Linked DNA regions of Sus scrofa: region 2 is linked to region 1. Evidence: chromatin contacts called from public Hi-C data. All regions are on one chromosome and are shown on one strand. The core of a region is the stretch at or near the end of the contact, and the rest is flanking DNA. Distances in the headings are between cores, read along the strand shown.

Region 1 (2,673 bases), core at 74-2,573:
TGTAGCAATCCTGGATTTTCATCCTCCCTTGCTTCCTCCTTTCCTTTGCTTTTTCTTGGGAGGGATCTTTGGAAAGTCAGAAAAAAAAAAAAATAGAGATTTTGTCCGCACAAAAATATGTCAAAGTCATGCTATGAAGATGGTGAATGCAGCAAGGAAAGATATTAGAAGTGGTATTCCTCTGAGACTCAAAGGACTTAAAATAATCAGGACTCTCAGATAAGCTGATTCACACTCCCTCCCTCTCCCCCCAGGAATAGAGTCAGGAGTCATGAGGGAAAAGCAGGGGTGAAGGGAATAGTGAAAACAAGGGCGGAAAGATAAAATGGGAGACCAGCAAGAAAAGAGCCTCACAAGTCCACCACAGACAGGCTCAGCAAGGACTGAGGAGTGATTTGATGGAAAAGATAAAGTGTCCCATGCATATTTGTGATTTTCTCATCAATGGAAAACATTCATTTGGGGGATAGACTGTATACCTAAGGTAAAAGATAATTTGCTGTCTACACTTATACTCTTTTGCAAGTGAAAACGGGCCATTACTGATTATGTGGATACAATAGGTGTAACCTGCGACTATCAGGTAAATATGGATTTATAATTATAGACTGTACCTCTACCCCTTCCAGACCTCATGGACATAACCAAGAGATTAGACTTTCACTCCTTCAAAGCACAGTCATTAAGCATTGACGTATCCAGTGTTGCTCTTGGCATTGAGGATACAAAGCTGAGCTCTTCTGTTTCTGTAACTGATGAGTTACTCTTTCTGTACCCAAGACTTCCATGACACCAAAGATGAAGGCAAAACCTTCACAGTCCAGTTAACTAGTTATGATGCTTCTTAGTGGGGTTTGTGTATATCGCTCCCACCTGGTCTCCCCAGCACGGTGGTGGCTGAACACCCTGAAGCGTGATGAGTCACAGTGGTGTGATTTTGTTCTGCCTCTGCCCTGCATATGCTGGTTTTAATCAAATGAACACTTATTCCTGTAGCGAATCTTATTACGCCCTTTGCCCTTTCCCATTCCATCTGTTACATGTCTCATTCTCTGTCCTCCAAATGGAATGAGCTGTGTTTTTTCTCAGACTTTTTTTTTTTTTTCTTTCTGGGTTTGATGTCTTTCAGAAATAGGCCTGAAGCCAAGAATTACAATCAAGTTGAAGTGGGTCTGACTGAGGATTTTCAGTATCCTGAGTTCCTTTTTCTAATGCTCCACTTCTCTTATCAGCAAAGCCTCCAGTTTTGATGGCTTTTAATGCAGGGTACTGGGGAGCTCTTTGGTCGGTTTCACAGATCTTCCTGTTAGGACTGCAATTACTGTCTCCCCGGGGGGGTAAAATACCCTTGGGGCACACAGTTATGGTGGCATCCACTTGGATCAGAAGGGCTGTATCGCAGCCATGCTGCAGAGCCCAGGTATCTGCTGGTGGATGGATCATAATCTTGTCTCAGTGGGCTTTTCTAATCCTTTTCATCTCTTTGGCTATTTACTATCTTCCTGACTGAATCATTCATACACATCAAAACCAACTCAGCTTGAAAATAGGCCTCCAGGCCTCTGTCCTGGGAATAGCAAAAGAATATAGACAAATCTTCCCCAAGGAGTGAATTTCTGTTTATTTTAGTTTCTCTCATTGGCAGGTATGATAAGGTTTTACTCTGGAGGAATGAAAAATATTTAAAAGGCGTTGGTGGTATGACAAGTTCCAAATTTGGTTCTCTTTCAGCAAGCATAACCCCATATACCTGGGCTGTGACTCTTTTGTATTATTTATTTTTTTGTCTGTGTCAGTTTCCCCCATTTTTAAGGTCCTGTGAGGCTTCTTGTCTCTCATCTTTTAACCCCTTCTTCACTCTTCCTCCCCTACCCTAGTGCTTAATCCACTGTTTTCCACAGAGAAGGTCATTGATAAATGTTTCCAAACTCAATAAATATTTTTGGCTTGTGAATCAGTAATCTCCTTATTTGATACTTCCTCCACACTGAAAGACTTACTGATAGGTTCTTAGAGGGAATTCACCCCTGTTAATGTCCTTTGAGTAATAAAGCCAGGCCAGAGGAATGGAAAATATGAAGGTCACTGTCTTTGCATTTCTATGGGGAAGGTTTTGCTACCCCAGACACAGAATCTTCAGGTCCCTAGGGATGCACATAAAACATGAGATTGATGCTGCATCCAGTTTTTTGACTCCCCTGCTTGCTACTGTTGCTGTCTGACATATATTCAAACTCACTTTGCAGTAGATGGAAGGAAAGGTTTTTTAGACCTAGGACAGGAACTAAACTAAGGCTCAGGACCTGCCTTAAAAAGAGCATTCAGAATCCTTGGTTGCTTCCCAAACCAAATTAGGCTAGTATATACCCCACCTTGAACTAGGCGGGAATCAATCCAGCCTGGAAAACCAAGGGGAATAAGACATAGCACAAATGGCCACTTGGTTCTCTGCATTCTTTTCCTAATTACTGAATGTTTCAACGCAGCTGTAGCATGCTCCCTCTCTTATTTGACACTTTCATGTTGCCTCGCTCTATTAATAGTCACTGAGCTTCTGGTCAGCCAAGGATAATTATGCTTCATTACCACCTCTGGGTAAAACTCTGGTTGCCAGAAATTCTCTTTGCATTGTGTTTGAGAACAGTCCAAATTTCTGCATCACTGAGGGGGGTG
Region 2 (2,673 bases), core at 120-2,619, 160 kb before region 1:
AAAAAACAAAACCATGTGACTACAAACTTGACAGTAGAAGAGAAAAATGAGTTGACTCACAATACCCCTAACAATCAGAATCTAAGTCTGAAAAATACCATAATCATAAAAGTAGTTTGAGAAAGTTAGTTGTTAGTTAGATTAAGGAGATACTGTTGTCCATGCAAATGCTACATTCTTGAGAAATTTTTATCTATACTTATATCTAACTATATGTCTGTCTATGCTTGTCATGTTTAGAAGGAGACAGTATAAATGATAAAGCTATTATAGAATAATAGAAATGAAAAGACTTATTTGCTCTTCACTAAAAGATATAATCTATGGGCCTAGTTCTCAGTTAAGATCCAATCCTGAGACATAGCTCACTGCAGGCAGGAACCATGCCTTTCATGTTTACATTCCCTTTTTAGCACTTTTTGAAATATAGTGGGTACAAATTGATAGCTGTTGAATGAGAGGAAATATCAAAAATAATATTCCAAAGAGGTGGTCTACCTAAATTTCAAAACTCTTATTGACTGTATTCTCTCTGCCAGACAGTGTAATTTTAAGGAATGTTGTAAATGAGGAAATATGATTGGTATGTGCAGCATTACAAAATATCATGTTTTTTAAAAGTCCAATAAAGTTTGTGGATATATGAGAAAGTATAAACAGATGAATATGTAAGAAAGTATGTATGATAAATATATTTTTTAGAAAGCTACCCAGAGATAGCCCTGTTAATATTTTTATATATTTCCTTCCAGACTATTTAAGTATTCATATACTTTTTATATTTGAACAAATTTGGAATCATATTGAATTTACAAGAAATATCAAACTCCAAGTATATTTCATATATAAAATAATCCAGAGTAAACTAGAAATATTTACCTTATCATCAGCTTACACTTAATATATATCACTTTCAAGTAAAAAGATTTCTCAAAAAAATTAAACTAAACAAATACTAAATGAAATTTGGACCAATGTAATAGGGCAGGGAGGCAGTTAGTAGGAACAGGAGGGTCTAAGGAGAGTTCCAAGTGTCAGCATTCCTAAAGTGTGTCCACTCTGTATGAGGACTTAATTTTCAAATGAGAACCTTTCATTTTAGCAGCTTGCAGAGTATTTATTCTCAGTGTCTTAGTAGAACCTGCTGTGCAAGCATTCCCTCTAAGCTGCAGATGTACATAGCAGCATCTTATTTCTGAAAACACCTTGGCAAACACCTATTACTGTGATGGCTTAGTTAACAATATAAATACTTATCTGAATGGTAGACTATTGGTAGCCAATTACAGCAATTTAAGTGATGAGGTGATGGGGACGGTGAAGAGTTTTACCCTCAGGTAACTTCAAAGAATTGTCAGCAGCCTGTTCCAACACAAGGCGAACTTACAGAACACTGTCAAAGCCAGAGCTCTTTTATTAGAGTTAGGATGACACCTGGGATGCTTACCACAGTCACACAAACCCACAGGCCACACTGCAGATGTACAAATAGTAAATCAGAGGTGAATCCAAACTGAACCAGACCCTTCTCTTTCTAATCCCTAAATCACTGTGGCACATGATTTCTTTGAGGCCAAGAAGTCGCCTTGCACGGCAAAATCCAAAAAGGCATGGCAGTATTTCGAGGTATCAAATGAAAAGATCACTTTGAAGTGCTCTAAAATTGTATTCCCTTAGCTTAAAAGAGTTTAACTCACTTTCAAAAACACTTACTAACTTAAAATGAATTAGGCACCAAGGAGAAGAAGGTTAGCTATAGTAACTCATTTTTGATTGAAATGCCTCAAAAGTCCTGCTCCAGGCTCCTGTTATTGAGAGAGAGATCCCAGTTGTCATGGATCAAGGAGCACATTGCTCACTGTTTAATAGTCCTTCATCCAGATCTTCTGATAGAATAAATGAATATTTTCTACAACAAAATCAAACATGATAGCTGACATGAAACCATCTTGTCTGAACAAGAAAGAAAGAGGAAAGAAAGTCTAAACAACTATAATATTAACAAGTAAACTAGCTGTAAGAATATCCTACAAGAGAAAGCATTTTACTCAATGATGTTGTATCTTTTACAACATTTTGCTAGGAAGTGATTCTTGGAAAGTGTTGGGAAATATTAAACTAAGTCACAGGGATTTTTTGGGGAAAATTCAACCTGAGAATTTTAGATCCAGTGAGGCTAACTCAATTATAAGGCTAACAACCTAGTTTTAAAATAGGCATAAGATTTTAATAGCTATACCAATGGGTAATAACCACATAAAAAGATGCTCAAGGGAGTTCCTGTTGTTGCACAGTGGAAATGAATCCAACTAGGGTCCCAAGAGGATGTGGATTCAATCCCTGGCCTCACTCAGTGGATCAGGGATCCGGTGTTGACGTGAGCTGTGGTGTAGGTCACAAACATGGCTTGGATCCCACACTGCTATGGCTGAGGTGTAGGCCAGCAGCTGCAGCTCTGATTCAGCCCCTACCCCGGGAACTTCCATATGCCATAAGTGCAGCCCTAAAAAGCAAAGAAAAAAAAGATGTCCAACATCATCATTTGTCATTAGGGAAATGTCAATTCAAACTACGTTAAGATACCATTTATCCATTAGAGTGGCTGTAGTAAAAAGACATATGATAACAAGTATTGGCCATGTTGTATAGAAACTAGGACCCTCACACATTGCT

The links. Hi-C and Micro-C count contacts between places; a contact is called where the count stands out from the background.
Region 2: a contact with region 1 is called in a Hi-C map of omental adipose tissue, with 1.8 times the contacts expected there. The contact joins two enhancer-like sites. A contact is called at or near these places in 18 of 47 Hi-C or Micro-C datasets (alveolar macrophages, embryonic fibroblasts, epiblast stem cells and 11 more) and 2 of 2 datasets of contacts at active chromatin or transcription factors (alveolar macrophages and skeletal muscle).

Annotation. Positions count from the first base shown.
Region 1 is chr7:67,438,946-67,441,618 of Sscrofa11.1, reverse strand. All of the region lies in intron 1 of AKAP6 (A-kinase anchor protein 6), which reads left to right. Among named protein-coding and RNA genes, the nearest start is that of AKAP6, 22 kb to the left of the region's middle. Within about 2 kb of position 1,323, at least 4 of the 83 cell types and tissues checked have an H3K27ac peak or open chromatin away from gene starts, as enhancers often do. A contact at or near this core is called in omental adipose tissue, where this site is marked.
Region 2 is chr7:67,602,282-67,604,954 of Sscrofa11.1, reverse strand. The region is part of intron 1 of ARHGAP5 (rho GTPase-activating protein 5); the gene reads left to right. Among named protein-coding and RNA genes, the nearest start is that of ARHGAP5, 28 kb to the left of the region's middle. Within about 2 kb of position 1,369, at least 2 of the 83 cell types and tissues checked have an H3K27ac peak or open chromatin away from gene starts, as enhancers often do. A contact at or near this core is called in omental adipose tissue, where this site is marked.